2 separate regions of the Mus musculus genome follow, and region 2 is linked to region 1. The links are chromatin contacts, called in public HiChIP or PLAC-seq maps. All regions are on one chromosome and are shown on one strand. Each heading gives the region's core, a stretch centred on a gene start, on an enhancer-like site or on the middle of the called end of the contact. The rest is flanking DNA. Distances are from core to core; before and after follow the strand shown. Region 1 overlaps Homer1 (homer scaffolding protein 1). Region 2 overlaps Lhfpl2 (lipoma HMGIC fusion partner-like 2).

Region 1 (5,679 bases), core at 891-3,390:
GCAAAACAGTAAACATTTAGAAAAATTGAGGTTATAAACTAGAAGTAGCTTCTTCAAATGTTAAATTTAAAAATTCTTATTCCTAAATGTCATAGTATTCAGTGCAGATGTCTCAATTTGGTGTTAAACCAAGTATACAGTAGATGTTTAGTGCAGTTCACTCTTTCCATTGGGAATGTAAAGGACTACTTAATAGGTAGGAAATGTTCCCGTCCTTATTAGAGTTAAAGTATTTTAAGATTTTATCCTAAAATAACATTCTTTATAATTAAATAACGTAATTTTTGTAATGCTATCAAAGAACTGCAGTCTTTTTTGTTAAAAGACTATGGTCACTAAATGAATATGAATGTGTGGGAGTCAGACGGAGGGATAAAGGTTTTCCGTGTCCAGCTACCTTTATAGCTAGAGAAAGAAAGCACTCGCACTACAGTAATTAAAATCATGAACAACTTTCTTCAAAATGTCTACCATCTCATAGAGAATTATGAGCATTAGCAGCAGAGTGTCCTTACATTCCAAAGTTCCCATATATTCTTAAGAGTCATCCCTAACTTCCTTGTTCCACAGCCTGCTAAGAAAAATCTTCCATGCTGGTCTAGTATGTTTAATCCTATGCCCCTATTAATGCAGTTCAAACACAATAAAAACTCACCTAGGAGAGTTTGAAATATCTCACTTTGCAATTTTTAATCTGTCAAAGAATATAATTTTCTAAAACTTGGTTCTTCAAAAAAATGTGCAGTCAAAAAACCCCTATTTTCTTAATTTTACCTAAAACTATTTAGTAAAAAGCATTTAAATAAGGGTAAAAATTAGTGTTAAGGTAGATGGGCTTTAAAAAAATATTTTCAATAGTGCCATTTCACATTCATGTTTACAGTCCAGTAATGCCACGGTACGGCCAATAACTAATGTTTGAAATGCATTTAGAACATGATGTATCTTTTAGAATACAGAATTAGGAAGTCAAGCCTTCCTTCTGCTGGCATCTGCCATCAATGCTAACAGGCTCGTGCTTGGTACCCTGTCTTCTGTGAAAACTCTGTAGGCCTGTGGTAAAGCTTTCCTTCAGAGTAGAAATTCTATGTTTCTAATTACACATTATAAATCTTACATAACATATATAAAAACAGAAAACGGGTTAACAAAAGGGATCTTTAAAATATAGATAGAAAGGAATTATATTTTCTCCATTTAAAAAATTTCTCCTATAATTAGCTCAATGCTCCTTTTTCCACATAGATAATGGAAATATAGTAATTCAGTCAACTTGAGCAACCAAGAACAATAAATTAAAGGAGTCTGACCTGAGATTTTTCACTCAAAGGTTGTAACTTCAAGAGTTTCTGAAACCAAATGAACTTCCATATTTATCCACCTTACTTAATCATGATTGCTGAATTGAATGTGTACCTATGTGGAAATGGCAATGCATTCTGAGTTGGCTCAGCCCTTGGCTCTGAGTTCTGTGTCACATCGGGTGTTCTCTCATCGTCTGTCCCATTGATACTTTCTGGTGTCAAAGGAGACTGAAGATCTCCTCCTGCTGATTCCTTTAAAAAAGAGAGAGAGGAAAAGAAAGAGTAAGAGAGTGTTTTAAAGTGTTACACTTTTGTTCAAGTACACAATTTCATCTAAATGAATTCTTTGTGATGAATCAAATGGCAGTTGAAATTTTAATTAAATTAAAAAAAAGACAATTATTTTGGCAGGAAATCAATTCATAAGGAAATTAATGAAAATATAATGAATTGTAAAGATAACAATTTAGAAATATAATTTCAAAAACCTGATGGGTTAATAAAGGTAACTAAACAGAATAAAGGTGGTAACTGCAGGGAGTCCCAGCACTCTGGGTGGGTAGGGGAGTGGGGGTGGGTGGGTAAGGGGGACTTTTGGTATAGCATTGGAAATGTAAATGAGCTAAATACCTAATTAAAAAAAAATGAAAAAAAAAATAAAAAAAAAAAAATAAAAAATAAAAAAAAATAAAAAAAATAAAAAAAAAAAAACAATACCAAAAAAAAAAAAAAAAAAAAAAAAGAGGTTGAGTCAGGAGGACAACGTGCTCAAGGTTGGCCCAAGCGGCGCCGTGCGTGATGCAGGCAGGGTGGAGGCATGCATGAGCAGCCCCGCTGCTCCTCACTAGGCTCTGCACTAATCCTAAGAAAGCAGGAAATGAAATTTCTTTAGTTTCATCCTTTTTAGCTAAACCGAAGCAGGCGCTTTATTACTTAACATTCACAAAGGATCTATTCTACTTCCTTCTTTCATACTGCAATAAAGCTGTCAATAGCTCTCTTTTCTGTATACAAATTTGACAGGAAAGTTGAGGGAGACACTTTAAAAGTTTGATATATAAAGAAGATGGAGTTGAGATTTCAGGCAGCCCTGTTATATTCTCTTATAAATTACTTCCTATATTTTGTCAGCATTCAGAACCACTGTCCTGAAACCCATTTCCTGGCAGCTGTGACAGTTCTTTACACAGGGCACAGTGCACGCACGCACAGCATGTAACAAGGCCGTAATTTCCTCTATTCCTGTCTGACAAGAGGCACCTTTACTTTAATTCTGAAATTAACAGACTTATCATTGAAGATTTGACAGAGTTCTAAATATAAAATCTAGCAATTTAATTTTAATTAATTAAAAATTAATAAATTAACTTAAACTTTTAATTATGTCAACAGTAAAGATTAGCAAAACACTTAGGAACATATCCCAGTACACTATTTTTTTTTAAAAGATTTATTTCCTAATTTATGTGTAAGGAAGAGTGAGTGTGTGTGTGTATCTATGTGCCCAGAGGCCAGAAGAGAGAGAGTCTTGGCTCCCCTAGAGCTGAAGTTACATGGTACTGTATGCTTCCTACCATGGGTCCTGGAAACTGAATGAGTCTTGGGTAAGAACAATGAAGTGCTCTTAACTGCTGAGCCGCCTTTCCAGCCCAAGCTCATGATGGGAAATGCACTGACTGACTCAAGTTAACCTTCACTCTCCTTCTATATTTTTCACTGTTCTACTCGGTTAACTGCATTAAATGCTTAACAAGAGCCAGCTGTATTTGCCTTCAAGACTGTTTATGCCAAACAAAATAAATAAGTGGACTAAACATTATGCAAATTATTGAAGTTTGAACACAAAACTAGGTTAGTTATTTTAATTAAAACCAAATGAAATTTTAAAATGTCTGAAAAGTAAATGGCTATAAAGTAAAATAAAAAGATGAATTAAGTATAAATAGTAGACTACATATTTTAACATAATATCACATATACTACCATGTATCAGAGAAATGATATAAAAATAGGACATTCGGAATTTTTTCAAGTACCGAGGTTTAACTTGAATTTATCTCTTTCTGCCTCTTGACTTCAGATGCCTCACCTTCTCTGCCATAATGAATTATATTCCTTTGAACTTCAAGCCAAAGTAAACTCACCCTTAAAAATAAGAACAAAACCAAACAAAAAACCAACCTTAAAACCAAAGAAAACTTGTAAAGGACCAAAAGGTCCTTGTATACACAGACAGGCAATGGAGACGCCAGGAAACATTAATACACAGCTCATCTCTCCAAAGGGAGAAGACACTTAGCTGTTCTCCCAGATTCCTGGGGGAAGTGTAGTTTACAACCACATTTGCTACCTGTTGGGCCAGGCTCTGCCCAGATTGCCTATAATATTACACTTGTTTATCCTGGACACTTTTCCCTGAACCTTGAGTTCTACTTCTGGGCCATAAAACCCATCCTTGTGAGAGGAGTCATTTGTACTTTACAACAGCCTAAGTGAGGTCTATGCTATCTTAGGGCCAGGCCAATCCTGTCTCCCATATGGACTGGGCTTACCCCGGCCATTCTCCATCGACCTGAGCACTGTTTCTAAGTCAGTAAGATCCATCGTACAGACAGAAGAGCTTCAACGTGAACATGTCTTAAGTACTACCCATGGGGCTGAGTTAACTGTTATCAAAATTTTTTCCCAAAATTGTGCTCTGCTTAAATACAGCAAAAATAAGCTATCAGACTGCAGGAAATCTTCTCTTAATGGAGCGGAACTAAACTTCATTCTCCCCTCACCCAGACTATTCTCCTGCTGGCTGTAAAGCCTGCAGGGACCTCCAGAGTGGCTATTAGCATAGTTAGGAAGACGACAGTAGGATTCATGCCAACAACATACTCAGAGGTTTTAGATTAAAAATATTGGGAGAATTAAAATTATTGAATTTTAGCATAAAACTTTTAAGTAAGAATCCTTTAAAATGGTGGTTCTCAACATTCCTAATGCTACAACCCTTTAATATAGTTCATGTTGTGATGACCTGTAACCATAAAATGATTTTCATTGCTACTTCATAACTGTAATTTTGCTAATGTTATGAATCATAATGTAAGTGTTTTTGGAGACAGACACTTGCCAAAGTAGTTGTTACCCACTGCTTTCAATTCCTTAACATTTTTCCCCAACAATGGGGACTGAGTCTGGGGCCTCCTGCACATTAAGCAAGCACTGTATCACGAAGCTACATACAGCTCAACCCTGGTTTTTACATACTGTTACTTTAAGACAGGATCTCCTTTATTCCAGTTGTCCAGACTGGCTCTGAAGCCAGTCTGTAGCCCGGGCATACTTTACAATCACACTGTCTCAACCTCCAGAGTACTTGGGATCACAGACCTGTTCTTCCAGCCTTAACTCTTTCTTGATTAACCATTTCTTGATCAACCATTAGTTTTGATTCCAACAGACAAAACAGAGCCTGTATCCCTAGTCTCCTGCTCTCCCTTTCTACTGTGTCAGACTTCATCTAGACTTATTACAACTGATACATATTTGACTTTTATTACATTATTACTCTGTCAGGCTCATGCTAGCTTTAACTTTCTCCATACTAAGCTGGATATAGTCTTCACTTAAGAGTTGAGCAATATGAAGTGGCGAACTGCTGTCTAGCTGGCAGACTGCTTTCATTTCAGGTCTTGAAGGAAGTGGGATGATTTGTTTGTTTATATCATTTCTTACAAAAGGCCAGTTGCACCAGTATCTCTGGAAAAGGAATCAGAGACAGTAATACCTGGGCTCCATCTTAGGCCTAGTAAATTAAACCCTGCAGCATGCTTTAACAAGACTTCAAGAGAACTCTGATGCATGCTGTACTGGTTGGCTTTTGTCCACTTAACACAGCTAGTCATCTGAGAAGAGGGGATGCCAACTGCCTCCATTAGGCTGGCCTGCAGGCAAGCATGTGAGGCGTTTTCTTGACTAATAATTGATATGGGAGGGCCCAACCCATGGGAGGGCCCAACCCACTGTGGGCAGTGATACCTCTGCAGAGGTCCTAGGTTATGTTAGAAAGTGAGTTGAACGGGATGTAAGGAGCAAGCCAATAAGCAGAGTTCCTTCATGGCTTTTACTTCAGTGCTGCCTCCAGGTTCCTGCCTTGGCTACCCACAATGGTCTATGACTCGCGTCTTAAAAAACAAGTAAACCCTTCCTCCCCAAGTTGCTTTTGGTCATGGTTTTACCAAAGCAATAAAACCCCTAAAACATATGGCATTTCTGTTTTCCTAACAGCTCTGTGCCAGACAACTTTATAATTATTATGCCAGACTTTATAATTATTATCCCAACCATTATGACCATATCAACATCAAGAGGTGCCTATATTTAT
Region 2 (5,679 bases), core at 2,157-4,656, 790 kb before region 1:
AATAGCCTTCCACTTGCCATACCAAACCCACATTTGCACGGGACACTAGTGGCTCCATTGTGGACAGGGAACAGGCTCTCCAGTTTATTCCAGATGCCCCCCAATCTTGTCTGCCTTATACAGCCTGTTCAACCTGGTTTGCCTGTGTATGGCTGCCTCACAGGAGACTATAGCTGCTCACCAAGCCACCATCACCTCCTCTCTCAGCAGCTATACCTGCCCTGGCAGAGGTCACCCTTGCCTGCTTGAGGGGACACATTTGGGAAGAGGATGGCCTGTGGAGAAACCATCCATTCTCCATACAGCCCCAACCTGAGACTTAGGATCTTCCCAAGCACACCTCAGCGAACATACTTCTTCAAAACAGGAGCCACACACCCTAAGCCTGCTCCAGGTCTGTCTTCCTGCCACTCAGCCCCTCCCATGGTTTGAGTGATGGCATCCCCAAGGCAACAGAAGCAAGAAGCAGGGCTGGTGCCTGCCTCGGCAGCACATGCATGCACTAAGACAATTAGCATGGCCCCTACACAGGGATGACAGGCAGGTCTGTGAAGTGTTCCACAAAGGAGAGAAAAACAGAACTAGGGGCTGGGAGCTGGGGGTGACCACACAGGACTCTGCCTTCAGATATGGATTAGTCCTCTTGTAAAATAGATCCAGGCAGACCTGAAGGGGATAGGACTCCACAGGAATACCAACAGAGTCAACTAATCTGGACCCTTGGGGGCTCCCAGAGCTGAATCACCAACCAAAGAGTGAGCATGGGCTGGACCTACCTTGACCCTCTGAGCATATGTAGCAGATGTGCAGCTTGGTCTTCATAAGGGTTCCCCAACAACTGGAGCAGGGGCTGTCCCTGAATCTGTTGTCTGCCTGTGCCTCCCATTCCCCTAACTGAGCTGACTTGTCTGGCCTTGATGGGAGAGGATGGGCCTAGTCCTGCAGTGACCTGATGTGCCAGGGTGGGGTAATATCCAGGAGGGGGCCTCCCCTTTTCAGAGGAGAGAGGGAGGAGGGGGTGGGAGAGGGCCTCTGGAAGGATGGGGGAGGGGGGCTGTGATTAGGATGTAAGGTGAATAAATTAATGAAAAGAAAAAGAAAAAAGTAAAGGGCTCCAAGTGGGAAGGAGCTCTCTTCACCTCCATCTTCCACCAAACAAGGATACAACAGCAAGGCCCCATCTTGGAAGCAAGAAGCAGCCACAGGCAGGTATCCATGCTGCCACCTAGCATGAACTTGCCAGCCTTCAGAGCTATGGAAACATTTTTATCTTTATGCAGACTAGAAACTTTGTTTATTTGTTCATTTGATTTATCTATCTTATTTTCTTCATTTGTTTGTTTGTTTGTTTCTTTCTTTTCAATGCTAGGGATTGAATCCAGAGCCTTGAAATATGTTAGGTAAGTACCTGACCACCGAGCTACATCACCGTCCTAGAGCACATTTTTATAGTAACAACAACAAAAGAGAGATGCCGCTGGGGAAAGGGCTCAGTGGGTAAAAGCACTAAGGGCTCTTCCAAAGGTCCTGAGTTCAAATCCCAGCAACCACATGGTGGCTCACAACCACCCATAATGAGATCTGATGCCCTCTTCTGGTGTGTCTGAAGACAGCTACAGTGTACTTATTTATAATAATAAATCAATCTTTTTCAAGAGAGAGAGAGAGAGAGAGAGAGAGAGAGGCCCCTGAAGCAGTTACTATTTCTTCATTGCCGTATGGTAGGAAATAGAAGGTAAGGGCTTGACACATGGCGAGTATGCAGAATGCCTCAGTGACAGTGAGCAGTGACGGTGAGGTACTCATTAACACAGTTGGCACTCGGAATATATTCGTTATCTGAGCCACTTTTCTATCTCCTCTGACTACCACCCTCAACCTCTCTGGAAAAGGCCTGCCATATGGTCAACACTGGGTCAGATAATAAGGTACTTTAGCCTGTGGTGGGCGAGGGCCAGGCCGTGAGCATCAGCACCTGAGATGGAGGCTGGAGTAAGGCGTAAAACCACACAGCTGTCACATCCCTGCTCCGGGTTCTCCCCCACCCTCCCCCGCCTCACCTCACTCACCAAGCTTCTGTAAGAACCGGCCAAACACATCACTGTTGTTATTATTTTTTTTTTTTTAAGTTTTCGTCTGTCTCTCTTCAAAGTTAGTAAGTACTTTTCATTCTGTGTCAGCCCACGCAAACCTCCCCTTTCTCTGATCTCACAGGGCACTCGGTCGGGACCACACAGCTCAGTAGTGAATGATCTCCTAGTATGTCACACAGGCTGTGTGACTCTCCAGAAAAGCTGAGTGGCTCAAAGCTGATTAAGACAGGTGGTCTTCAAAATGCACAGATGAACCCCCCCCAACACTCTCTTTCCTTCTTTCCCCTCCCTTCCCCATTTTGCATTCATTTTATACCAGCAAATGCTAAGCAACTGACAAGCATGACCCACACTGCCTGTGTGCTAAGGAGGCATGTTTTTACGTTAACTAAGCCATGGTATGGAAAGCTTCCAGTCACCTCTGGTACTGTTTGGTTCATGCACAGTGTTATAAATGAAGAGGGACTGAACTGGGTCACTGTCTTGTTTGTTTCCTTAAAAAGGCTCTAACTGGTGATCCTGAGGCTGCAGAATTTTATCTGCCAACACTGCAAAACGGACAGAAGAAACATGATGCGTCTTCCCTCAGTCGACAGCTTCCGACCAAGCTCCTCCTCTCAGTTCCAAAATATCAGTCACAGCTCTGGACTCAGTTGTCCCTCTCAAACTGCCGAGGGCCTGGTGGTCAGCAGCAGGAGCCGTTCAGAACTATGTCGTGTCTGGCATCTCTGAGCCGGGAGGTCTCTGGGAGTGTTTTTATCTGTGGCATCTCTTTAAGCATTCACTCACTACTGTCACTTTGAAGTTTCAAAACTATTCCTGGTTAGCACACAGGCTCATGCCCCCAACCCCGCTTTCAGGGTTGTGCCAATGTGGAAGCTCTCAGCTACTGCTCCAGTGCCCTGCCTGCCTGCCTGCCTGCCTGCCTGCCTGCCGCCCCTCTCCTGCCATAATGGTCATGAATTCACCCTCTGAAACTGTGAGCAAGCCCTCATTTAAATGATTTCTTTTGTAAGTTACTTTGGTCATGGTCTCTAATCACAGCATTTAAAAGTAAGCTACACCCCAAACAAGCTCTTCCTCTGTGGGCTGGACAGGGCCTTATTAAAGGGGTTCTGCAGGGCTGACCCCCATGATGCCTGCCAGGCAGACTCCACCCTTTTACTCTGCACCCTTAGCCCTTGGCAACAAGAAAGCTCCCGCTGCCTGCGATGCGCCTGCAGCCTTGGTAAGGAAGGAGCAATGCTGACCTCTAGCAGTGGCAGACAGAGCTATCGAGGGACGTGTCAGGGACGCGTCTGGGTAGAGCCCGAGGTCCCCATGAAGGAAAACAGCACCAATCTTGGCAGGAAGAACAAAGGGACAGAAGACTCTTTGCCTCCCACTTAGAGGAAGCTGGGAGCCTGTCCCTTAATGACCTGCTTGATAAATCACCCTGAGTCTGCAATCTTGCCTCTCAGCCACCCCTGCATCTCCACTTCACTTCAATCTCATGTGTGCCATTTCCCAGGACCTGCCTTGAAAACGAGCAATCATTAGGGTCTCTGGGTGGGAGTGGTGGGAAGCCTGAGGAAGAGCGTCTGGTGTGTGGCGGTGGGAGGAGTGGGGGTTGGGAACTGGGGGGTGTATGGGGGAGGTAGCATTTTCCAAGTATTCCTTGATTACCGAACCAGAGCTAGGGCCAGGGCCCAATGGAGCCTCCATGGCCTCCCATTTCCAATGAAAGTCGCATTTGAGAAGCCATGCCTTGTGTACTCTGCTGTGGCCTGTCCACTCTTTCTGAGGCTCCTTGCCACTCTAGGGACAAAGCTCTTGGAGGAGTGGGAGTCCCTTAAGATACTCTTACAGTGAGGTTTGAAAGACCTGGTCCCTGATAAAGTTACGAAAACGGGTCCCAAGCTGTCCACGAGTGGATGATCCAGTGACACAGGGAAGGGGAAATAGGAAATAAACACATGAATGACTAAGCTAAAAACCCATTAAAAACAAAACCAACACCTTTCATTGGCCAGGAACATGGCTTAGTAGTGCAGGGCTTGCCTTCCGTGCCTGGAGCCCTGAATTTGATCCTAGCACCCCTGACCCCCAACAAAGAAAAGAAACCTTGGAAAGCAGGACCCAGGGCCATAGTCCCTCACACATCCTGCCTGCCTAGCACACACACACAGAAAAAAATCAGACTACTCTGTGTGTGTGTGTGTGTATGTGTTTTAAAGCACTTTTCTTTTTAAAAATATATTCCTGTGTTGGAAAAAGAGGGGGGCCACCATGTAACTCCAGAATCTTTAAGTTGCAGAAAGTAAGTAACTCGGCCACTTTTGGATTGTTTTAAACAACTACGTCATTAAGCTTGTGTCCAATTACTTGCAGTCCCTTCTGAAATGAATTCTGCTCTACGGCGATGGCTCTGATGCAGCCTTAAGAGAGAAGGCAGCAGTCTCTAACAGGCCTCCCATTACCACCCCACCTCGGGGATGGGGTGGGGTTTGCTTTCTCCAGGAGGCTCCTTGGGAGGCTTCCGTTTCTGAGTGGGAAATATGCTGTGGCTCTCAGGAACTGGGTCAGATACGTCCAGTCCACTGCTACTTACAGAAGCCCTGGTCTTATCACCAAGCAAAGGGCATTCCTGAGTTAGTTGCCGGGATGTCCAGTGAGCCCTACGTGGCTCCTCTTGGCCATGCTATTCTGTGTGAGTCCTGCTCATACCAGATCCTACTTACTGCTACCCAGCAAAGCTCCAGGAGGCTGGGTCCATCCTCTGCTCTGCTCATACGGGCACCTCTTCCAGCTCCATTTCCCCTAACTGTCGAATTCCTTAACTGCCCTTTGAGATCTAGCTCATGTCCATCAATATTACCGCTCTTCTGAAGAGGACCTGGTCTTTATCTAATACCACGACTCCTTTACACAGTCCAGGGCACTTCAGAGCAGGCCTCTTCTCCCTCACCTCACAGCAGCATACACACCCCTTAATGGTCAGTCCTCTGGTCTCACCTACTATTTTCATGAGACCTATGAGCATCCAGTAAGGCGCTTTAAAGTCTCCCTAGAGCTCTGAGCAGCCTGCACTGGGGGGAGGGGGGAGCACTCCGAGGGTGTGTCTCTTTGAGGATGGAATTTGATGGAAGAGATCTGCCCCAGGCCCGCCCAGAGAACCAATCCTCAGACTCAGGAAGCAAAGCCCCCTGGGTGCAGGCACAGAGCTGGGATGTCCCCAGCAGCTACTGTGGGGACAGGAGTTCCAGGAAACAGCAAGACCCAGGCAGTCTTCAATTAGTTGGGTCACCTTCAGGTACATATACCTGGAAGGTCAGGGTCACAATGAGAGGTGGCCATGGTGATAAAGACAAAAAGGCCAGGTCAAATGTACGGCCACCATCACATTACAACAGAAGGTGGCTGACAGCCTGGGAAGGAGCTGGGAGCAAGGGGGGCTGTGTGTGGCGGTCAGCACCTTTGTTTCTTACAATTCCGGGCTGAGATGGAAGAGGCTCAGAATGCTAGTTCTAGAGGACCAGGTGGGAGAAGCAGGCAGGGTGGACTGGTGGATGGGTAGACAGGTGGGCAGGCTGGCAGGCAGGCAGGC

What was found. HiChIP or PLAC-seq counts read pairs in DNA pulled down with a chosen protein or histone mark.
Region 2: a contact with region 1 is called in an H3K4me3 HiChIP or PLAC-seq map of bone marrow-derived macrophages, with 5 times the contacts expected there. The contact joins two enhancer-like sites. A contact is called at or near these places in 1 of 115 datasets of contacts at active chromatin or transcription factors (bone marrow-derived macrophages) and 1 of 9 other capture datasets (embryonic stem cells).

Annotation. Positions count from the first base shown.
Region 1 is chr13:93,351,817-93,357,495 of GRCm38.p6, reverse strand. Homer1 (homer scaffolding protein 1) reads right to left here. Exons shown (of 10, transcript NM_147176.4): 5 at 1,417-1,556. Among named protein-coding and RNA genes, the nearest start is that of Homer1, 51 kb to the right of the region's middle. Within about 2 kb of position 2,140, at least 63 of the 459 cell types and tissues checked have an H3K27ac peak or open chromatin away from gene starts, as enhancers often do. A contact at or near this core is called in bone marrow-derived macrophages, where this site is marked.
Region 2 is chr13:94,141,153-94,146,831 of GRCm38.p6, reverse strand. The region is part of intron 2 of Lhfpl2 (lipoma HMGIC fusion partner-like 2); the gene reads right to left. Among named protein-coding and RNA genes, the nearest start is that of Lhfpl2, 86 kb to the right of the region's middle. Within about 2 kb of position 3,406, at least 62 of the 459 cell types and tissues checked have an H3K27ac peak or open chromatin away from gene starts, as enhancers often do. A contact at or near this core is called in bone marrow-derived macrophages, where this site is marked.